7 separate regions of the Mus musculus genome follow, and all the other regions are linked to region 1. The links are chromatin contacts, called in public HiChIP or PLAC-seq and promoter capture Hi-C maps. All regions are on one chromosome and are shown on one strand. Each heading gives the region's core, a stretch centred on a gene start, on an enhancer-like site or on the middle of the called end of the contact. The rest is flanking DNA. Distances are from core to core; before and after follow the strand shown. Region 1 holds the start of Ubtf (upstream binding transcription factor, RNA polymerase I). Region 2 holds the start of Kif18b (kinesin family member 18B). Region 3 holds the start of Arl4d (ADP-ribosylation factor-like 4D). Region 4 holds the start of Etv4 (ets variant 4). Region 5 holds the start of Eftud2 (elongation factor Tu GTP binding domain containing 2). Region 6 holds the start of C1ql1 (complement component 1, q subcomponent-like 1). Region 7 holds the start of Higd1b (HIG1 domain family, member 1B).

What was found. Promoter capture Hi-C pulls out the DNA fragments that hold promoters and counts their contacts. HiChIP or PLAC-seq counts read pairs in DNA pulled down with a chosen protein or histone mark.
Region 2: a contact with region 1 is called in a FOXA1 HiChIP or PLAC-seq map of pancreatic cancer cells. The contact joins the promoter of Kif18b here to the promoter of Ubtf in region 1.
Region 3: a contact with region 1 is called in an HNF4G HiChIP or PLAC-seq map of pancreatic cancer cells. The contact joins the promoter of Arl4d here to the promoter of Ubtf in region 1.
Region 4: an HNF4G HiChIP or PLAC-seq map of pancreatic cancer cells shows a contact between it and region 1. The contact joins the promoter of Etv4 here to the promoter of Ubtf in region 1. A contact is called at or near these places in 1 of 115 datasets of contacts at active chromatin or transcription factors (pancreatic cancer cells) and 1 of 9 other capture datasets (pancreatic islet).
Region 5: a contact with region 1 is called in a promoter capture Hi-C map of erythroid cells, with 10 times the contacts expected there. The contact joins the promoter of Eftud2 here to the promoter of Ubtf in region 1. A contact is called at or near these places in 2 of 39 promoter capture datasets (erythroid cells and fetal liver) and 1 of 115 datasets of contacts at active chromatin or transcription factors (pancreatic cancer cells).
Region 6: a contact with region 1 is called in an HNF4G HiChIP or PLAC-seq map of pancreatic cancer cells. The contact joins the promoter of C1ql1 here to the promoter of Ubtf in region 1. A contact is called at or near these places in 1 of 484 Hi-C or Micro-C datasets (embryonic stem cells) and 2 of 115 datasets of contacts at active chromatin or transcription factors (bone marrow-derived macrophages and pancreatic cancer cells).
Region 7: an H3K4me3 HiChIP or PLAC-seq map of bone marrow-derived macrophages shows a contact between it and region 1, with 5 times the contacts expected there. The contact joins the promoter of Higd1b here to the promoter of Ubtf in region 1. A contact is called at or near these places in 2 of 39 promoter capture datasets (cranial neural crest and embryonic stem cells) and 3 of 115 datasets of contacts at active chromatin or transcription factors (bone marrow-derived macrophages, embryonic stem cells and pancreatic cancer cells).

The regions. Positions count from the first base shown.
Region 1 is chr11:102,317,841-102,321,007 of GRCm38.p6, reverse strand. Ubtf (upstream binding transcription factor, RNA polymerase I) reads left to right here and starts at 1,912. Exons shown (of 21, transcript NM_011551.7): 1 at 1,912-2,160.
Region 2 is chr11:102,923,407-102,926,401 of GRCm38.p6, reverse strand. It overlaps Kif18b (kinesin family member 18B), which reads left to right and starts at 1,278. Exons shown (of 16, transcript NM_197959.2): 1 at 1,278-1,419.
Region 3 is chr11:101,663,852-101,667,060 of GRCm38.p6, reverse strand. Arl4d (ADP-ribosylation factor-like 4D) reads right to left here and starts at 1,520. Exons shown (of 2, transcript NM_025404.3): 1 at 1,424-1,520; 2 at 1-513. The coding sequence starts at 411.
Region 4 is chr11:101,783,669-101,786,625 of GRCm38.p6, reverse strand. Etv4 (ets variant 4) reads left to right here and starts at 1,316. Exons shown (of 13, transcript NM_001316365.1): 1 at 1,316-1,518; 2 at 1,999-2,109; 3 at 2,303-2,396; 4 at 2,612-2,659. The coding sequence starts at 2,050. It overlaps Gm39392 (a long non-coding RNA gene), which reads right to left and starts at 1,305. Exons shown (of 3, transcript XR_880221.3): 1 at 1-1,305.
Region 5 is chr11:102,879,461-102,882,757 of GRCm38.p6, reverse strand. Eftud2 (elongation factor Tu GTP binding domain containing 2) reads left to right here and starts at 1,783. Exons shown (of 28, transcript NM_011431.3): 1 at 1,783-1,863. It overlaps Ccdc103 (coiled-coil domain containing 103), which reads right to left and starts at 1,534. Exons shown (of 5, transcript NM_028492.3): 1 at 1,443-1,534; 2 at 327-406; 3 at 62-213. The coding sequence starts at 204.
Region 6 is chr11:102,945,225-102,948,553 of GRCm38.p6, reverse strand. C1ql1 (complement component 1, q subcomponent-like 1) reads left to right here and starts at 1,838. Exons shown (of 2, transcript NM_011795.3): 1 at 1,838-2,689. The coding sequence starts at 2,093.
Region 7 is chr11:102,834,571-102,837,467 of GRCm38.p6, reverse strand. Higd1b (HIG1 domain family, member 1B) reads right to left here and starts at 1,619. Exons shown (of 4, transcript NM_001357580.2): 1 at 1,508-1,619; 2 at 706-855; 3 at 100-234. The coding sequence starts at 805.

The sequences.
Region 1 (3,167 bases), core at 663-3,162:
ACGGCCAATCTGCCTCTCCTACACGCGGTGCTTCTAAGCTGAGCACAGCAGATCTGTTCCTGCAACGTGGCAGAGTGGGATGTGGAAATCCTGGGAAAGAAATCTCATTTTCCCCAGGAGACAAGAGGAATTACACCAGCAACGAAACTGTGGATGGAGAAGGCAGTGTGCCAAGAAATGGTCCAAAGAGACTGTGCGACCCAGCTGGCTGAGATGTGAGCAACAGCAGTGTTATTGTGGCAGCCCGAGGAGCCAGGAGCCATGGCGTGTCCCGGGGAGTGATGACACAAACCAAGCGTGGGCCGACCTGGTGGAAACCAGCGTCCTTCACATTGCCTTCTGCCTCCCTACAACTAATCCTGATATCCCTTCAGCCCACTAGCAGGGGAGGTAAAGACCACTAGAACCGATGGCAGTGGGAGGTTAAAAAGCGGCACACGCCCAGGCCTTTTCTCCCCAGACTTGCTGGATGGTGGAATACGGGAGGTTAGATCTGTGGTTGCCGGGCTGCTCAAATCCTGCCTTAAACCGGGGTGCGGAGCTCTCTTGTGGGCTCCCCGTCGTCGCCGGGGTGGGGGGACAGCGCCCGCGGCCTGCTTTCTCAGGGCTGGCCAAGCCTTTTTGACAAGCTGATTGCGAGAAGGGGATTGGCTGATCCAGGCGTGACGCCGGTAACAACAAAGGTGGAGTTGGAAGAAATTAGATTAAAGGAAAGGAGGAGAAAAAAAAAAAATTAAAGGGGGAGCTTGCAGGCAACTGGAAGCAGAGACCGAGGGGGAGACGCACGAAGCTCCGTTCCCGGTTCCGACTTCCCCCTTCCAGCTCTTTCGCACAAACGCGCTGGGATTTTGCTCTAAACCCCTACCCCGGTCGCGGCCTAGTTACTGAAGCCCAGGGTAAAGGGATGGCCGTTCCGCTGCTTCTTGAAAAACCTCCCCAACTCCCACTGACACCCTACTACGACACAGGGGTGAACTTTTTGTTCTTAACTCCTCGGATCATACGGCCGGTGAAGATGGGGGACATCGAGAACAACCCAAGACTGGCTCTGAAATCCGGAAGGCCCTCGCCGGGCACCGAGACCCAAACGAGGCGGGGTACTTCCCGGGTATTTTCATACGTTGCAAACCTAGGAGGCTTTTTTTTTTCCCTTTTTCTTTTTTGTAACATTCCCCTTCGCCCCCATCCCGCTTTAGCTTCAGGGTTGCAAAAGCAAAGCAATAAAAAAAAAAAAAAAAAGAGAGAGAGAGAAAACCTGCGCACACAGACACACACCAGTGGCGACAGGGGAGAGTTGGAAAAACGCAGGAGAGGAGGAGGCAGGAGACAGCAAGGATGGAGCAATGGGAGAGGGAGCAGGCAGGATCCCTCACAGATCCCCCTCCGGCCTCAAGCTGCCTTGCCCGCCCCGACAGGAGAGCGAGGAGTCGGGCAAGCAGATGGAGTGGAGCTCGCTCTAGGCAGCTGGCTTGGCCGGAGACTGGAGGAGCCGCCAAGCGACCGGCTGATTGGAAGAGAAACGCAGAGCGATGGAGGCGGGGGTAGGAGGACGATTTCTCTGCGGGGACTGGCGGCGGCGTACACGCCCGGGTCGGGCGCTGCAGAGCTTGGCTAGCTTTCAACCCGCGCTCGGCGGCTCCAGCCCCGCGCACCCCCGCCCCCAGCCCTGCCGGAGGCCCCGCAGGTGAGTGGGAGCTGGGAGCCAAAAAAGAGCTAAATGTCGAAAAACATCTGCCTTGGAAAAAAAAAAAAAAGCAAAAAACATTTTTTTTTTTTTTTTTTACTATTCCTTTTTTTAAAATTTCGTGCAGCCCCCGAGCGGTGGGAGGGAAGGGGTGAGGCTGAGCCGCCCGGAGGAGGCGGAGGGGCCAGGCGAGGCCGGGGCGGCCCGGGAGGCGGCGGCGCCAAGGCGGCTCTGACGGGCGAGCGCTCGGAGCGGCGCTGCGCTGCGCTGCGCCGAGGCGGGCGGGCGGGCGGGCGGAGCGGGGCGGGCGGAGCGCGGCGCGTGGGGCTCGCCATTAGCCGTCGCTCCGCTTCGCCATCTCGGGCTTTGTCTGGAGACTCGCTGCCCGGGCGCCGGCAGCTGCGGAGCTGCGGCTCGGCTCTTCCGCTTGCCGTGCTGCCTGGCGCCCCCGGCCCTCACTAGCACCCACTTGCTCGGTAAGTAAGCCTCGGTGCCGCGGATTTCGGGGGAAAGGGGTTGCTCTCTGGCGGCGCCAATCTCCGTCCTCCACGCGCCCGGGAAGGCCTGGATAGCCATGCCGGGCTGGATTGAACCGGCTCCCAGAGTGACTCTTCCGCTGGGGTCGGCAGCTCCTGGCCGATTCCCGGGTGTGAGGAGGGACGGGAGAGGTTTTTGTTGTTTAGGGGACTAAGAATATATATTTTAAGTTTCACGGGTGTTCTGCGGAGCATAAGGGAACCGAGAGGTAGGCGCCGAAACCTCGCACCGCGATCCGGGAGCGTGAGTCCCAAGCCGGTAGCCACGCTCCGGGGACCAGGGTGGTCGCTAGCCCGCTCCCGGAGGCGGGAGAGAGGAGCAGATGAGGACTAGGCCGGGAAACCGAGCTTAAGCTGGGAGAGCCTGGAAGAGAGCTCCAGAGCAGGGTTGCCGGCACCCGCGAGGCTCGCCGGCCACCCTCTCCACCGCCGCACCTCGGCCCTCCCTTCCTCCCGCGCCGGCCAAGCCTGCTAGTTCCCCCGCGGGGCTGGCGAGGTCGCTTTAGCCGCCCGCTTGCTCGCCCGCCTCGGCTCGCAGCCCCGCCGCCATCCGGGCGGCTGCGTGTCTTCCCTGTCCCGGCCCCCCCCTTCCCCGGCGGCAGCAACAGCAGCAGCCGCCGCCGCCACTACCACCACCCCCCTCCCCTCCTTCCTTGCCTCCGCCTCGGCCGCCCGGGTCCCCCCAGCGCCCGCCCCTCCTCCCAGCTGCCCCCCGCGGAGCCCGCCCGGGCAGGCTGTGGGAGGGAGCGGAGCCGGCGAGGCGGGCGGGCTGGCGCTCGCTCCCCGGGGGTCGGTGTGCGCTCTACGGGGAAGGACGCGCTCGCTGCCCCGCTTCTCCCGCCCCCCCTCCCGCTCCTCCTCCTCCCTTCTCCCTCCTCCCCGCTCCGGCGGCGGAGGCTGCTGCGGCGGCGGGGGGTGTGCGAGCTGAGGCCGGGGCCGGCGGGCGG
Region 2 (2,995 bases), core at 29-2,528, 610 kb before region 1:
CCCCACCTGTGATAAATATCTAAGTTTTTCCTATAGACTGGGAGCTCTGTATATCACATATCACTGTAACCTCTGAACCTGTCATAACAATCGTTGAATGAATCTGAGAACACCTAGTGCCATTTTATTGAACATCTACAAGGTGCGTTATTCACATTACGTTTTTTTTTTTTTTTTTAATTTTTACTTATGGGGATTTAGCTCAGTGGTAAAGAAAAGGCCTTGGGGGCTAGAGAGATGGCTCAGCGGTTAAGAGCACTGACTGCTCTTCCAGAGGTCCTGAGTTCAATTCCCAGCAACCACATAGTAGCTCACGACCATCTGTAATGCTCTCTTATGGTGTGTCTGAAGAGAGCAACAGTGTACTCATATACATTAAAAAATAAATAAATAAAATGAAAGACCAAGCAAACTTCACTCACTCAAAAGAAAAGGCCTTGGGTTTGGTTCTCAGCTTGGGGTGTGTGTGTGTGTGGGGACGTTTAGGGCGCAAAAAAACAAAACAAAACAAAAACAAAAACAAAAAAACCAGATTTACAGTAAGCGAGGAGGGAACTTCTTTACCAGGAAGCTATCATTAAACAACTGTTCCTTTTGGAGACGGAGAAGGCAAGAGTATTCAGTGTTCTTGTATCTTTGTACTAACCCTAACTTCATGTAATTTTGTTGTTTTTGTCCTCACTAAACTAAGTGTGGTGAATAAATAATTTGAGTCAAGTTATCCAGTATTAAATGACTCTACTAGCTTGTTCACAGTTGTGGTGAAAGAAACCCTACAGTAACCTTTACATGCCCCAGACTTGCTCACAACGCCACCATGAGGACAGTTTACTTGAGAGAGAGATCGAGTAAAGTTCTCATGTAGCTCAGGCTGGCCTGGAACGCTCTACCTGGAGGGTGGCTGGTTTCGAACTCAAATAGATCCGCCAGCCTTTGCCTTCTGCGTGATGGGATTAAAGGCACGAGCCACTCTGAATTGGAGGGTGCCTATTTAAGCCACAAAAGCAGGTTTTAAATTCTGTCGAATGTGTGGTCGCTGTAACCGCTGCTGAACTCAGCCCACAGACCACAGAGACGGGGCAGGCCCCCTGGTTACACTGCTAGAGACTCGATTCTGGTGGCAATTCCGCTCCGTCCGGTTTGATTTGGCCAAAGAAACCCAAGGCGCGCAAGAGAACTAGTGCGCAAGCGCACCCCCGGCTGTCTTTGTTACTTAGGAAACAGCCAATCAGCGAGCCGGGCGGTGACCAATGAGAAGCGCGGATGAGCGGACCGGCTAGTTTGAACGCGCCGCGCCGGAAGAAGGTTGGTTCGGTGGAATCGGGTGTGGGGGAGCTCTCTCCTGAATCCGAGGGCTCCTGTCCGAGGCGGAGGGACGCGTAAGCGACCCCCGACACCAGCACCGGGAACCGACGAGAGGTAGGCTTTGGTCGACGGTGGGGCGGCCCCGCGGGCTCGGTGCAGAGCTGTCGTTTGCGCGGGCTCGCTGCAGTTGTCTGGAACCCGAATCAGCACTTGTTTGGGCAGGTCAGGGACGAGTAGGAGGGCACTTCCTTTACACCGAGAATGCAGCCGATCGTGATCTCTGCGTCCCACGGTCCGGGGCCCATATTAAGTCCTCTCATGTATACCCGGTCCTTTGAAAGGTGCACCCGGCTCCGTAGCAGCTACCCCTCCTCGTGTGGGAGGTGGAATTGGGTCTTTCTACAGGTCAGAATTGGAGATCTGGGACGCCCGGCAGGAGAGAATGGGAGAACCACTCCGCTCCTCTTGTCAGAGCTGATTACGCGGCTGTGTGTGTACCGAGGGAGGCAGCTTGGTTACTGGGACACTCCTAAACACTGGCGAGCATGAAAGAAAACCAGGCCTCTATTAGTACCAGGATGATCGAGTCTTTTAGCCTTGGACATTTGAGCTACTGTGACAAGTACAAGGTAGAGCCTGTTTTGTGCCAAAGAACTTAAAATACTGGTTTGTGTTGGTTTTGGTGGTTCAGTGCATCATAGGGAAATGATGTATCATATAACTTTACCAGCGGTGTCTAATATTTGTTGGGCACTTAAAAACCGAATGCCATTCAAGCTTAACACAAACCTGGTGAGACAGATAATTAAAAAATATTACAATTTGCATGTTGAGAAACGGAGGCACAGAGTGTAGTTAAGCTTGACTTGGGAGGACATATATAATTTTACTTTTGTGGATGAGCTTTTTGTTGTTAACAGCGCTTCCTTCAATGTCCCTATCCTATTTCTTCCATGCCTATTTCATTATGGAACCATGCCCTCTGCCAGTCAGGATTTTAAGGCATCTCATTCTCCATTACTTTGTTTTTATCTAATTTCGCTCCATTTGTACCTTTTTTTCTCTCATGGTCTAGAGATCAAACCTAGCCCTAATACCTTTTTTTTAAAAAAAAGTATAGAAGCATCATATTATTAGAGACATTTGCAAAGCTTTTCTCTTATCTAGTGACACAGCAACTGAAATTATCATAATATTGTATAAACTATATTCTCTCTCCACAAACAGTTAAGTTATAAATACAAACTAGGCATAGTAAAATAATCCCAGCCCCTGAGAGAGAGGCAGAGGAGAAGAGTCTCTGAGTTTAAGGCCAGTTGTATTGAGACTCTTTCAAAACACCACACACACACACACACACACACACACACACACACAAATACAAATGAAAAATTGAATTCACACTTGGGAATTTAAAACAAAAATACACTGAAGTCAGTTAAATAGATCATAATTATAGTTAAAAGAGAGCTGGCATGGGGTTAGGGGTGTGAGCTAGTGGCAAATGCTTCCCTGGTATGCACTGAGGCCTGAGTTTAGTTCTCAGCACCCTCACCACGGTCCTCCCAAAATAGAAGCTATAGAAATTTTTAGTTGGTGTGAGGTCAATGAGGTGATTAAATTAGCTTAAAATTTACCTTCACACAAATGAAAACAAACAAACAAACACTCAATTCCCAGATATTTACAG
Region 3 (3,209 bases), core at 271-2,770, 650 kb after region 1:
CTGCTTGTTGGCCAGCACCAGCACTGGCACCCCCTGGTTGTCGGAAGCCTTGCTGATCCGGTGTAACTCCATTCTGGCTTCCTCTAACCTCTCAGTCTCTGCAGAGTCCACCACAAACACCAGTCCATCTGTCCGGCGGGTGTAGGAGCGCCACAGTGGCCGAAGCTTCTCCTGACCCCCAACATCCCACACTTGGAAAGTGATCCCACGGGAACCCCCCAGGGGCACGCGGATCTTCTCAGTATTAAAGCCCTTGGTGGGGACGCTCTGGACAAACTCCTTGAACTTGAGACGGTAAAGAAGGGAAGTCTTCCCCGCGGAATCCAACCCAATGACGACGACATGCAGGGCCTGGAAGTGCGGCAGAAAGGACGAGGCTGTAGGGGCCATTTCAGTCAAGTGGTTCCCCATGGTGAGCTAGGGTGCAGGGTGGACCTCAGGAGTAGGTCTGGGACTCCAGCAGAGGCCAAGAAGAGGAGACCTTAAAACGGCAGGTAGCACAAGCTGGGGTGTCTAAACAAGGCCAAAAAAGAAACGAGAAAGGTTTAGAATAAACGAATTTGCAACTTTTGGGTCCTTCCCCTAAACCTGCACCCTACCCTTCTAAATATTCCTTTTATTAAAACAAGGTTTGCCCCAGCAGTGGTGGAGCACACCTTTAATCCCAGCACTTGGGAGGCAGAGGCAGGTGGATTTCTGAGTTCGAGGCCAGCCTGGTCTACAGAGTGAGTTCCAGGACAGCCAGGGCTACACAGAGAAACCCTGTCTAGAAAAACAAAAAAGAAAAAAAAAAAGATTTTTAAGTGCCTCTTTTTCCAAAGTAAAGAAAAAATATTTTGTGCGTGTGTGTAAGCCACTCACAGCTTGAGTGTTAAAGTCAGGACAACTTACAAGAGTATGTGGGTCTCAGGAACCAATTAGGGTCCTCATGTTTTAGGGTAGGCGCTTTTAAACCATCTCCAATGCCTTTCTCCTTCCCCTCTTCTTAAAAATAAAAAATAAAAAAAGTAGCTACAGGTGTAACAAGGCGTGCTCCTGTCCCAGGGACTCCTAGGAGAGGCCCTGAGGTCAGAGAAACTCTCGGGCACTAGGATCTTCGAGGGTGCGGATCTTGCAGGCAAGATCCGAAGTAAGGTCGTTTCCCTGCACCCCTCTCCGAGATTGAGAGAAAGCAGAAGCTGTGCTCTCCACTCCCCAGAGGAGAAATCTCGCATGAAGGAGGCGGTCGGGCAGTGTGCCCAAAGTAAGAGCACCGATGTGGGTCGGGCTCCCACAAGCACCGCATACCCACAACGGTGGCACGCCCCTGCGGGCGCTTTGACCACCACCACACGGCCCTGCAACTCTCCAGCCAGCGGTCGACGCCCGCTCCCCTAAGCCCCGCAAGCCGGCGCCTTTGCATGGTCCAGACACCCTCCTTTACCTTCAGCCAGCCGCACTCTCCGCGAGCCACGCCAACCAGACACCGACTCGTCGCGTCTCAGCCACAGCGGACTTTGCAGTGCCGCTGCTCCGGTTCCTCGTTAAAAACCCTCTCGTGACGTCACACGACGCGGCCCAATCAGCGTCCCGGAGGCGGGGACTGAGCCAGCCTCTGCAGCCCCAGCCTGGAAATGGAGAGCTCGTTCTATCCGGAACCGCTTTATTTTAATCTTTTCTACCTTATTCAGTATTTGGAACAGAGCCTGGAACTCATTAGGGCTGGGAGGTGGGACAGACTAAAGGAACAGGCGTGGCTGCGCCTGACGAGAGCATGGAACGGAATGTCTAATAATGACACTACCCCATCCACTTGCCCTCAATCCGGCTGCCCCCCCCCCATACTTTCCTTCCACCTAAAGATCTGCTCGAAGAGATTCTGACATGTTTTCGTATCTTACCTCATTCAGTAGTACTCATTCAAGTCACTGTCTTCATCTAGTTTGCAAAGCAGTATTTACCTGGAGCTCTGATACAGCTGATTCATAATACTAAGCCCATTTAATGTATATAGGAGTACGGGGACGCTGACACACCAGAAGAGGGCATCGGATCCCCTTACAGATGGTTGTGAGCCACCATGTGGTTGCTGGGAAATGGATTCAGGACCTCTGCAAGGGCAGCAGTGCTCAGTGTCAGTTAAGCCAGTGGGTCAGTATATGCCCATGTGTTCAGTAGGAAATGTCAGATCTCCTGGAACCAGAATTAGAGACAGTGGTGACTGCCTCATATGGGTGCTGGGAACCGAACCTGGGTCCGCTGGAAGAGTAATAAGTGCTCTTAACCACTGAGCCATTGCTTCAAGGGATAAGGGGGTGGGGGGAGTATTTTTTGAGACAGGGTCTTTCTATATAACCCTAGCTATCCTGGAACTCACTATGTAGACTAGGGTGGCCTCATACACAAAATAATCCACCTGCCTCTGCCTTTAAGATTAAAGGCATGAAACCAGGCAGTGGTAGTGCATGCCTTTAATCTTGGGAGGCAGTGGCAGGCAGATTTCTGTGTTCGAGGCCATCCTGATCTACAGAGTGAGTTCCAGTACAGCCAGGGCCACACAGAGAAACCATCTCGGGAAAAAAAAAGGAAAAAAAAGGATTAAAGGCATGAGCCATCATATCCAGCTATATTTGGTTTTTTTGTGTGTGTGTTTTGAGATAGGAATCTCATTATGTAGCTCAGGCTATCCTGGACATCCTAACAATCTTTGGGCCTCAGCTTCCTGCATATAGAGCATGGAGGACCCCATTACCTCACAGTAGCATGTTAGGGACTGTTGTCTGTTTCTTACAGGTACAGAAAGCTGCAGATGGATAAAAGACTTAGTTATGATCACATTTAGGTCATATGTGGCTGAGCAAGATCTGTCTGAATTCAGTGCCAGGATGCTCACTGCTTGGCAATAGTCTTCTCATGGGGAGACTCTGGGGCGAGGCAGTCTTACGTTAGACAGCCAGCATTACACAGTGAGATGCTGTCTAAAAAGCACGATAAAAGAGACTTTAAAAGACAAAGTTCAACTGGGCATAACCACAGAGTGTTATCCCAGGTACTCTGGAGGCTGAGGCAGGAGACAAGACATGGATAACCTCTCTAGGCTAGATCATGAGTTCAAGGCCAGCACGAGCAACTTAACACGACCCTATTTCAGAAATACAGATGAACCAGTCATGATGGCGTAGCAGCAGAGAGTTTGCCCAGCATGCACAGACTCTGGGTTCTGCCCCAAG
Region 4 (2,957 bases), core at 67-2,566, 530 kb after region 1:
ATATGGACTGACCCAGGCTCTCATGAAAAGGGGGGTCCCTAGAGGAGAGCGGCAGCAGGTTCAAACTTTAAAGAACAGTTTGGTAGGTAAAGGGGAGGAGTTTGTGTGGCAGAAAGAGCCCAGTTCAGGTGCCAGGGGGTTAAGGTTTTTGTCCCTTCTCTGACTCCTACAGGCTGGAAGAGATTGCATGCACCTTTTCTTTCTCAGAAGTACTGTTTGGTTAGACAGATGAACTTTGAAAGCAGCCCTGTGGGCCTGTGGGTCCTTGTGACGGCATCTAAAGCAACCCAGATCCCAAGGGAGGTAGTCTTTCTCACACTTGCTTGGCGCCCAGCACCATGTCTGACACAGCAGATATTTACTGAAGGCAGTGATGCTCGAATGACAAACACTAAGATCAACCTCTTGGACAAAATTGGAACCCATCCTGTCTTTTGATCACCAAGTCACTTGGGATTTCTGCTTCCTATCATAAGGAGTAAGATGGCAGCGAGAGAGACATCCTTGAGCCTCTTGTTGGCAAAGCCTCGAATGAATGATAAAGCGGGTCACAGAATAAGCAACTCTACAGATCACAGACCCGTGAGAAAGCCGGTTTGAGCCAGTTTACATTTACTGAGCACCAACTGTGCCTCCATTTGTTTTCAAGTAGCTCGGGGTCTCAGAGGGCTGCACAGAAGACCTTGGTGGCTTTGAAACGCTAATGCCCCTCAGTGACAAGCTGAGTTACCTCAGGTGAGGAGGCCATGGTGTCTTTCTTAGCTTTCTTCCATTTTCATTTGTAAAGTAAAATGGAAACCGCTCCGCAGCACCACGTTATGGGAAGGAAATTAGCACGTGGAGGCAGAGCGCTTCATAAATGCTAGTTATTATGGTTCCTCTGGGCGCACAAGTCCGTTTGCCTCCCCCTCCCCCCAGGGCACACAGACGTGTTCACACTCCCACGTAAGTATAGATGCACAGAGGCGTGAGCTAACGCCAGCGGAAGGAGCTCAGGGGTCCTTAGACCCAAAACCCAGGTTGGAACCCGTGGAGAAGCTGCCGGGTCTTCAGCTTCCGTCTTTTTTTCTCAATTCTTTATGAATGAACTAAAGCCGAAAGGAGTTTATTTTTTTATGAATGGAAGTCCAAAAAGTGAATGAAGCCAGGAGCCAGCCCCTACTTTCTGATTGGTCTTCGTGGCTGGGAAACTCCTCCCTCAAGCTCAGCTAGCCGAGTCTGAGGATTGGCGGGCGTGCCCGGCCCTGGGGTTTCATTCACAAAAGTCAATGAAACAAAGGGAACCGGTGGGGAGGGGCGGGGGAAGAGCGAGAACGGAGGCCAAGGCAAAGGAAATGCACCAATCAGCTGCTCCCCCGGGCTCACAACTGTCTGCTGCGCCCGGAAAACAAGCCGGGGCTCTGGGGACCCGGGGCTCAGGCCGCCTCGCTCCGGCCTAGCCCCGCCACCTTAGTTGTGTCATCCCCCGGGCATGCTGAGCATCCCCCCGCGGCTCCGGCACAGACGCCCGGACCTCAGGTGAAGCTGCGGAAGGGGAAGGAAGGGAGAGTGTCTGTGATTTCCCCGCTTCATCTCCCACACACCACACTCTCTCTGTTCGGCGCCCGCTTCCGCACATTCCGGGGCGGGGGTGGGAGGCGTCGGGATTCGAGGCTGGAGGGGGCGCCTGAGTTATGGGCGTGCGAATGGTGTGCGCCGCGCGCGCGCGCCCACATACACACACACACACTCACACACGCGCGCACACACACACGCACACACACGTCTTATGTAACCCAGTTCGGGCTGAGCAGGGCTGCAGAAAGCAGACACACCAACCCCAGCTCAAGGGAGCAGGTGGGACCTCCTTTGGCGGGAGAGGAGTGGCGGTGGAGGCGCTCGGCCGCGCAGGTCCCAGCGAGTCGGAGAAGTTTCGCTGTCCGATCCAAAGCCTCGCGATCGCCCCCTCCCCCCCGCAGCGCTCCCGGGACCGTGTGCGAACTGCCTCCCCCCTCCCAGGTCTCTGCCTCCGCGCGGGGGCCCGGCCCTGTGGCCGGAGGGAGCGGCCGGATGGAGCGGAGGATGAAAGGCGGATACTTGGACCAGCGAGTGCCCTACACCTTCTGCAGCGTGAGCGCCGCGCCGGCCTCCACGCCCGCCCCCGCCCCGCACCCCGCCCCTACTCGCCCCGCAGCCCCCTCCCGGGGGGTCTCAGTGGGTCCAGGACCGCCTGGCCCCTGAGCCACCCCGGGACCCCACCCCCAACCCCAAGCTAGACTCCTCAGGGTGATTCGGGGGCATTCTTCCCCCCTCCTTCCAGCAGAAATCTCCCGGAAATGGGAGCTTGGGCGAAGCGCTGATGGTCCCGCAGGGAAAGCTCATGGACCCGGGCTCCCTGCCGCCTTCCGACTCAGAAGGTAAAGAAACAGACAAACTGCGACCCCTCTGCTTAATCCACGTACATCCATCCCAAAGCCTTATCCTGGACTTCCCCAACCCACGTTTCCCCAAAAGTCAAACCACTCATTCTTCTCCGTCCCTTATCACCAGTGGGGAGGCTGTAACCCGGGCTCGCCAGGTCTCTTCCCCATATTATCGCCACCTCTTCACCAATCCAATATTCACCCATCAGATCTCTTCCAGGACCTCAGTCACTTCCAAGAGACGTGGCTCGCAGAAGGTGAGTAGTTTTGTTTCCTTCCTAAAATTAGAAGTGGGACATGGGGGGCGGGGGGTTCTTGTCTGTCTCAAGGAGTCCTTCAACCCCATCTCTCCAGTCCCTAACCATGTCACTCTCCCCGGTGCCCAGTGTGGACACATATCGATATTTATTTTCTCGCCCGGAGCCAGGCTTGTATAACTAGGCCTGGGGATGAATCAGACTATTGTGTGGGGTATTTGCTTATTTGAATGGATTTTGGCCCAAGGCCCGTTTTTTTTTTTTTTTTTTTTTCCTAGTTGAAAATTTCATTTGCAGA
Region 5 (3,297 bases), core at 534-3,033, 560 kb before region 1:
CTTGCTTTTAATTCCTGTAGCCCACCATGAGAGGAGGGCCTGAGAAAAATAGCAAGCCAACCTGAACTCCTCATAGGAAGGCACCCTTTGCTCAACTGCCCGTAACTTGGCTGCGTTCTCCCTTTTGTACTTCTCGTCAGCAGCAAGGGCAGCCTGCAGCTCTTTCTCCAGGGCCTTGAAGTTGATTACATCGTTCTTCTCCATGGCTAAGGCCTGGGAAGGCAAGAAGAATGCATGTCAGCAGAGCTTAAGTCTTCAGGGTAAAGATGATGCCCTGGGATTCATTGCCAGAATGTGAAATGACCCAAAGCAATCTGATACTTAACCTGGAGTGTTATAAAAATCTAGTTTCTTCCTTTACAGGTAAAATGGAATTGCGTGATGAAAATGTATTCCAGGCTTCTCACTGAGAACAAAACAGAAAGGTTTCCCGTTTGAAGTCTTGACTTTGCTCTCTGCTTCTAACAATATTTTAGACACTAAGGGCTGGATCAGCGGTAGGATTTTGCCTTGTGAATGCAAATGCCTTGGGTTTGATCCCCAGCAAAACACAAAACCACAACACACACACACACCTATTAATTCAGGTGTTTCATCTGAGGAGGCAATTTGGAGTTCAGATTTCTGACTCTTCATTCTTTCACATAGGATTTCTCTATATCAGTTTATTACCATAAAGGAACAGAGCGGGGGAGGGGGGGAGAGGGGAGGACAGACACAGATACAGAGAGAGACAGAGAGGTTTCTTTTATTATCTACTCCAGCTCAAGGACAAAATTTCACACTTCACTAAATGTCTTTAATGAAGAAAAAAAAATCACCTCAACCAAAAGCAATGACAAAGCAGGAAGTTGAGAAGTGTCAGAAGGAGAAAACTCAGTAGCCTCCATCCCCAAATCCCTGAGCAGCACAGAGCGGCAGGCAAATGTGTGCTGTGTGGGCATTATCTCCAGTCCTACCACTGAAGTCCTGCCGCCTCCCGGTATGTGTCTGATGGGGCTGTTTTCATAGGAAGCTATGTGTTCCGGTCTGGCTTCTGACATTTACTTATGATACCTCTTTCCACCTCAGAATCCTGGTGAGCTGGAGCCATAGTTCACTCATGATCAGCCCTAGGGCAGGAAATGAGCTGGTCCGCAAGCAAATCCACAGCCATCCCAACCATGATGGGAAATGGAACGCCGAGAAGTGGGCTGTGTTACTCAGCCAACAATTGTACTCAAGAGTCTCATACCCTAAGCAATATTTTGGGGGGTGAGGAGATCTCGCTGTGCCTAGTTTGCTCTCTCCAAAACTTCTGAGCTCATCATGATCTAGGCTCAGCCTCTAAGCAATAGAGACGATAGACTCTCGCTACCCGACCCATTTCTCTGTCGAGTTCTAAGCCTTCTCCAATTATAGAATGACTAGAGCAATCCCCTTTACTGTCCCTAAACCCTCACCCAGTCTTGGACTCCCTGCTTTCTCTCGAGAAACCCCGGATCTGGTAGAACACCTTAGTGCATCGCCCTCGCAACAGAGATTGTTGCCTAGCAACGGCGCCACCAGTCTGCCCACGTGACCGGCCCGAAGGCCCTCCTTTCAGGCTGTCCTAAGGCGCCTGATCAGAATCCTCCGGCCTTGCTTTTTTTGTGGAGAAGTCCACGCTTCGTTTTGAGGACCAACAAGTTGGCCTTTCCCATTTCTGTCTCCGGGGCCAGAATTTCTCGAAGCTGTTCCTTAGGCAGAGCTGTCCTCCGAGGCGAGGCGGTCCGGCGACGCGCTCGGGGTCCTTCCTAGCGCCGGGCGCCGGCGTTGTCGCGGCGTGCGGCGGAAGCGCGGGCTCAGGCGGCGGACCGGGGCACTCGGCTGAGCATTCGGCGGGTGAGCTGGCCGGGAAGGGTCCTTTCGGGGCTTGGGGAACGAGCGAAACATGAGCTTGGGAAGAGGCGATTTATATAGTACTTATCCCTTTCGCTTAACGAACGCGTAAATTGAATTCTGGCGTGGGAAAGAGAATGAAAGACCCCAACGCACGCACACACCGTCGATTCCGGGGTTTCCGCGGTCCCCAACGTGGTTAAGATCCTGTCCCTTAGTAGAGGTGGCGCTGTAAAGACCCAGGCCCCTGCCACTCCCCCTTCCATCGGTGCCTGCTTCACCGCCAGACTGTCTCCATCTTCAAACTATTCTGCATCCGAGCTGACTGTGATGGCGAGTGCCTAATTTTTGCGCTCTGGAGATGCAGACAGAAATATTGGTGCAGGTTCAAGGCTAAGTAGCGGGTCTGGTTCAAAAAGCCAAAACCAGAAAAGATTCCAGCATTCCTTTGAGATTCTGCGTTGCAGTGGGAAGATGCAGTTTTGGTTATTTAGAGTAGCTTTACTTAAACTAAGCATATCACTAATTCACTCCCCTACCCAAAGCCACCCTCGAAAAACAAAACTAGCAAAACGTATTGAGGGCCTATTTTGTCCCAGGCACTGTTGTCGTTTTGCTCCTATTTTATTATTAACATTTATCAGTAGCGGGCACACACACATGTTCCCTAAGTACTACTCAGGCATAACCTTGACTTTACTTAGGCGAGGGGTGTAACTCGGTGGAGAAGTGTTTAGTAGAGTGTGAGGCCCAGGATTCGATCTTAAGCACCCAGCCACACACTAAGAGATTAGTGTAAGGGTGGCCTGGCAAGTATATGTGGAGTGACAAATAGGTGACATTAAAGGAAAAGGGTGAGTTAAATGAATTAAGAAGGTATACATAGCCAGAGGACAATGGGAATGACAATTATCCTGGGGGCAGAGATGAGTTTGGCTTGTTCAGTAAACAACCTTCTTTAAAAATTTGTGATGGTAATCTTGGGAGAAGACAATGAACATAATTGTGGTTGCCTCTTAGAAATAAAAACAGTAGGTATACTGTAAGAAATACCAGAATTTCAGAACAAAACATTCCACTCCCTTAGCTTTACTGAGTGTCTTTTTGTGCAAGGTGCTGTCAGGGGCATTGGTGCGTGAACACAAAGGAGCATGGGGATTCACGTGCTCAAGAAGGTCAAGTTTTGTTATGACCAACATTTGTTACTTGTTGCTTTTTGAGACAGGGTCTCTCAGGATGTATGTAGGATCATGGGTATAAGATCCTATGCTTGGATAATCACACTGTGTGTGTTTCTGTGTGTGTGTGTGTGTTTCTGTGTAGTAAGTGAGGATCAGATGTGCTGTGGCTTGCAGGTGGAGGTCAGAGGACAGCTTCAGGGTTTGGTCCTATCTCCTCCTTACTGCCAATACCAGGCTAGCTGGCTCTGAGCTTCAG
Region 6 (3,329 bases), core at 589-3,088, 630 kb before region 1:
GCCTAGGGGACTAGGGGCTCGAGGGCTTGTCTAGAAGGCTGGGGGTCTGGATAGATCATACCCATGACCGTGCAAGTGCCCCTCCGGTCACTCACTAGCCCTGTCCTTCTAAAGGGAATCATGTTTAAGAAACTGTCCCGAGGGACCAGGAGGCCGCTGACAGCTGAAAGCTGAGGGCTACCCGGCCTGAGTCTGCCTGGAGGAGTGTAGGGGTCCTAAGGCATGCTCGCATCACCTTGCACTTTCGACAATAAATAGGCCCCAGAGACCCTGTCGCGTTGAGATTGAAACAGCGAGGGGCAAGGCTGCAGGCTTGAATCCCATCTCCACCACATCTTACTTTCGTGACTTGGGGGCAAATCTCTTTTAAGTTCGCAGAGCCTCTGTTCTCCATCTGTAAAACGAGGATAATGGTGGGCTTTATATCTAGATTGATGTAAAGATCAAATGTGACCATACATACAAAGCATCCAACGCAGTTTGTCTTAGCTCCCTCCTCCTTGGTGATGGATGTCATGCTGACCCGGGTTAGTATTTGGAAAGTCCTCTCTGGCAGCGTCCCGCCCACCCCCACTTCTACCATTGGTTATTCTGGCATCTCAGTTTTAGGTAGGGATAATCAGGGAATCAAATGGACAGTGGGAGGTCGGCGGTGGGAGTGTGAACTGGGAGGAGTCTTGCAGGCAAAAAGAATGAGTCTGGAGTGTTGTTGTTTATCGTGGCCAGAGGCCTCAGAAAGACACAGCCCTCCTCCTCGGATAAAGGAGGGTGAAGGAGGAACACAGCTTGAGCTGGGACTCACAGAATATGACAAATATGTTGATGGAAGCAGACACATTTCAGTTTATGCAACCTAAACATTTTCCTGCACTAGAAGAACGTGATGGGGTAAGAGTTAGGGGGGTCCCCTAAGGGGCTAGGAGAGATCAACCCCCCTCTTTCTGGGGAGTGCTAGAAAACGCAGAACCACCTAGGACTGGTTAACACTAAGAGATGACATGGGAGGGGTACTTCATTTTCTCAGGGTCCGTATTTCCCACTTGTCTAGCTAGTAGCTCAGATCAGAAAAGGCCTCATGGAAGAGGCCACAGGTAGAGGCAGCCTAGAAGATATCCCCTGGGGCAGTGGAAAAGAAGGGGCTGAAGACGCTGCCACCTGGGAGAGAATGCCCCTGAAGTAGTTAGAATCAGATAAAAAGTCAGGCTGCTATTAGAATTCAGAGATTCCCTCTGGGCACCCTAAAAGCAAAGGATCCAGACGGGTTATCTGGATGCTAGGCCTGGGTGCCTATGGAACGCCCCTCCCCAGTATTCCTTCCAGGCTTTAGCCCTCATCCTCTTTCTTGTTCTACTCTCTTGTTCCTCACTCTGTAACCCTCCACCCCCTGCAACATCTCTTTGTCCCCTGCAGACAGGGGGCAATGTTGCATCCTTCGACCTCCTGCAGGTGGTGGTCCTTTGCCCCTCTGTCACGATTTTCCTCGGAACTGACCCACGGAACATCTATCTCAATGCCACGCTGAGCTCTCTGCCTCTCCTTGTGGCTCCTCCTTCCGCTTGCCCTTTGGTCCTACTCATTCCTGACTCTAGCCCCTTCCCCATTCTGAGCCTCAATCTCCAGCTCCCTCCGTGATGCCCACCACTCTCATAGCCCCGCCCCTCCCTGCCCCTCCCACCTTGAGGCTTCCGCGGCCCAATTAGGCGCCTGCCCCGCCCGCAGCCCCACCCCTCGCCCTCTCCGAGCCCCGCGGAGCGGGTGGGCGGGGCCCAACGGAGGAGGCAGTGGCCCCAGCCAGGGAAGGCGGGAGGAGCTAGGCGCTAGGCGGGAGGCCGCGTTCAGTCGGGCAGCGCAGCGGGAGGGAAGCACGAGGCCGGAGCCGGCTGCTGGGCTCCGCAGCGCAAGCAGCGCAGCGCGGCGCCCGGGCCCCGGCCCCATGCCCGCAGCCCCGCCGGACCGCCCTTGAGCGCGGGCGTCGCGCCCGCGCCCCTTACCCGCCGGCATCATTGCCCCGACGGCGCGGCCGGGTGGCCCGGCTCTCCCAAGGCTCCGCGCCGGCCGGAAGACCCTGCTGGCTGCCGCCGCGGGCGTGGTGATGCTGCTCGTGCTGGTGGTGCTCATCCCGGTGCTGGTGAGCTCCGGCGGCCCGGACGGCCACTATGAGATGCTGGGCACCTGCCGCATGGTGTGCGACCCCTATCCCGCGCGGGGCCCCGGCGCCGGCGCGCGGTCCGACGGCGGCGACGCTCTGAGCGAGCAGAGCGGTGCGCCTCCGCCCTCCACGCTGGTGCAGGGCCCCCAGGGGAAGCCGGGCCGCACGGGCAAGCCGGGCCCTCCGGGGCCTCCAGGAGACCGGGGCCCTCCAGGTCCTGTGGGGCCGCCTGGGGAGAAGGGTGAACCAGGCAAGCCTGGTCCTCCTGGCCTGCCGGGTTCGGGAGGCAGCGGCGCCATCAGCACGGCCACCTATACCACGGTGCCACGCGTGGCCTTCTACGCCGGCCTCAAGAACCCTCATGAGGGTTACGAGGTGCTCAAGTTTGACGACGTGGTCACCAACCTAGGCAACAACTACGATGCGGCCAGCGGCAAGTTTACATGCAACATTCCTGGCACCTACTTTTTCACCTACCACGTCCTCATGCGCGGCGGCGACGGCACCAGTATGTGGGCAGACCTCTGCAAGAACGGCCAGGTGGGCCATGAGGGGGCGTGGGGCTGACCTGGGGGCAGGGCTCCCAGGGAGCCCCCAGGAGAATGCGTATTGGATCAGAGTCGACAGGCACACCGGGCAGGCGTAGGTGGAGACCCTAAAGCGGCCCCCTTAACTATCATGTGAAGAATGGTTGTAATTAGCGGGCACCCCTGAGTCTTCAACCCTTGGGCTTGAGCTCTTAAGGGAGAGGCTACAGGGCACCCGCGGAGTGGAAATGCGTAAAGATAAATCCAACTAGTCAGATCACAGGGCTCTAGGGCGCACGAACTGGTCCGTAGGGGTTTGGCCCGTGGGAGACTGATTCAGGCTGATTTCTCTTGAGAGCTAAGATTCAAGCTGACGCCGACTGGCTTTAAGGGAACAGCAAGGATGCTCTAGGGCAAGGATAAGGAGAAGCAGTCTCCGCGCCGGAGGGCGCTAAGACGAGTGGCTGTGCGCTCAGGAGAAGAAGGAGGAGGGCTGCAGGAAATGTTTTGCGCACAAAGGCAGAGGGAGTTCGTTGCCCAATAGCCTTAACTGCAGTACATCCCTGGCCCTAGAGAAGGGACCATCGAGCTGAACGAACACCCTTTGCAACCCCCCTGGAATGCTCCACCTTTTCCCAGAGTAACAGAGCTAT
Region 7 (2,897 bases), core at 370-2,869, 520 kb before region 1:
CTTCCTAGTGTGTGAAGCAGGGACCTGAGCCATGGACCAGTTAACTAAGGACACTCCACTTTGTCCTTCCTCTCCCTCTGCCTCCACCATGCTGCTTACCAAGCATGATGGCCCCCACAGCACACGCCTGTGCCGCCACTCTGGTGTGAATCAGATGGATGGAGAGCTTGGTAGAACCCCGAGCCTTCAGCCGGTAAATCCTGTATGCTGCTATCACCAGGCAGCCTGCTACACCTGTGGGCAGAGAATGCGATCACTGGGCATGTGTCCAAGTCCAAGGTCCCTTGGCTCCCCTCGGGGCAGTGCAGGTTGGGTAGCAGGCACTGAGTAGATTCTTTGATGCAGCTGTGATCCTCATGATGACCCTTCCCCATATGCTGGTAGTTCGTTGTCATGACTACACTGCCGCCACCTCCACCCACTCCTGGCTTCCACCTTTTTGTATACATTTTCATATTCTAGCGCCTGGAAGGAAAACTGAGGCAATCCCAGGTTGCAAAAATGACCCCCTATCCGGAGGCTGCTGTTAGCACCTTGTTGCCCGGTGCCACCACCACCCATCCAGACTCTTTAATTGTACTGTTCCTTGTGTAGTGGGTGGACCACTTGAGTTCTCTGACCAGTGCCTCATTCTTTAAAAGGAACAAGAGACGTGAAGTCCCAGAGAGGAGGCCTCCACCCCAACCCTGTTCTTCCCCTACTCACCTATAGGCACCAGTGGAGACTCCCTGGTCTTCCTTAGGAACTTCTTGGACAGGTTGTCCTCACCCTCAGGTGGCACCCACCAGCCCTTGTTAGCAGACATGATCCTGGATCCAGATGTTAACAGCTGTGTGCCTAGGCTTTAGCCCACTTCTAGAAGAGGATAGCCCACAATAAGGACTCTGACTTTTAGTCTTCAGGTCCTGACCATGTCCAGCACAACCTGCACTTGAAAAGATACCCCTCTGGGTGTTCTCTTGCAAGGGTTTGGGCTGCTCGAAGCTACCGTCCTCGTGTCCGTGACATCTGCCTCTCCTCTGGTTCATCTGACTTTACTGTTCCGCTTGCTTCCTGCTCTCGGTTTGCATCCCGATGGGTGTGATCCTCTGGCCAAGAAAAACAGCTGGAAAAATCCAGAGTAGACTGGAACAGTCTTTGAATCTTGGGGCCCTCTTGGTCATGGATCTGTTGATAGTTGCTCCTAAGGGAGCTACAGAGCACGATCTGGCTCTGGGGATCCAGAGCTGTCCCTGACAGACGCAACACTGGTTAACCAGACCACTAGAGCAGATGCAAATGGCAAGACATTGATATATTTTGCACCTAAGACTAAAGGAACAAATTCTGGTCCTCAAACTGCTTGCCAACTTCTGCCTCCTTCCTGACCTCCTTACAAACCCCTAAAAATGTCTCTTCTGATCATAGCTACAGTCCCAGTCCTCAGAGGAGGGGTACAGTAGGAAGCCCTCTGAGGCCAATCCCAGGATAAAGACTGAGCCAGCTCCTTCAGCATGCCCGTGCTTACCGTACTCGATAGATGGCTAGAAAGTGGAGAATGAACAGCCAGACCAAGGCTCAGCATCCGCTGCTTTGAATCAATAAAAAGCCAATGCCAGAGTTGTCACTATGGGGTCAGGGAAGCAGTGTCTTTGAAGTTATGACAGCAGGAAGGAGAGAGAACGGCATCAGTCTTAAATGCACACACCACACACACACACACACACACACACACACACACACACTGAGCACCACACACACACTGAGCACCACACACACACACACACACACACACACACACACACACACACACACTGAGCTCCAGAGGTAGCAAAGTAAGGTTAGACCTGATAGAGGAGAGACCTTAACTGCTATAAGCCCGTTGGTGCACATGTGAACACTGCTGTGGAGGACTAGAGAAGCAAAGATGGACGGGACTCCTGGGTCCTCCCCCACGTTAAACTCCTATGAGCGATGTGGAGTCTAAGATGTTTCAGTTGTAGGGCTTTCTGACCTTAGTCTTGATCCCCTTCAGAACTGTACCTGGAACCTCAGCTACTTAGGAAGCTGAGATGAGAGGGTTGCAGATTTAAAGGTAGCCTGGCTAGAGTGAGTTCAGGACTAGCCTGGACAATTTATGAGACTGTCTCAAAAAAATAGGTGTGTTGGTGCACACCTTAATGCCAGATCTCAGGAAGCAGAAAGCAAGTGAGTTGCTGTGAGTTCCACGCCAGCCAGGGCAACATACCCACTGTCTCAAAAAATAATAAACCCAGATGGTGGTAGTGCATGCTTTTAATCCCAACACTCATAGGCAGAGGCAGGTGGACCGCTGAGTTCGAGGCCAGCCTGATCTACAGAGAGAGTTCCAGGATAGTAAAGGCTACACAGAGAAAAATGTTGAAAAGAGGTGAGGAAGGCTTAGGGTACAGCTCAGGGGTAACGTACTTAGCCAGTGGGCAGCCCTAGGTTCAGCCCCAGTTGGAAGGAGTTCGGAGAATCAAAGGATCTTTTTGTTGTTTTCGTCTAAGACAGGGTCTCAATGTACAGTCTTGACTGGCTTGGAACTCATTGTGTAGACCAGGTTGGCCTACAACTCACAGTGATCCACTTGCCTCTGCCTCCCAAATGCTGCCCCACCACACCCAGCAGGGATCGGGGACTTTTCTCAGTGGTTTGCAACAACTGGAATACTGCTTACTCCGTCTTCCTGACAGACACAAGTGTGAATCTGCCTAGACCAGGTATTTTGTCAGTCACAGAAGAAGGTTCTGTGCTTCTGAGAGAGCAAATTACTTGTCCAAAGATGCATAGCTAATAATAAGTCGTGCTGTCATGATCTGTCCCATGTCTGGCTGCCTCCAGGGGACTGACTGATCAGAAACCCTTTATTGAGACTGAAGCATGGATGGTCCATC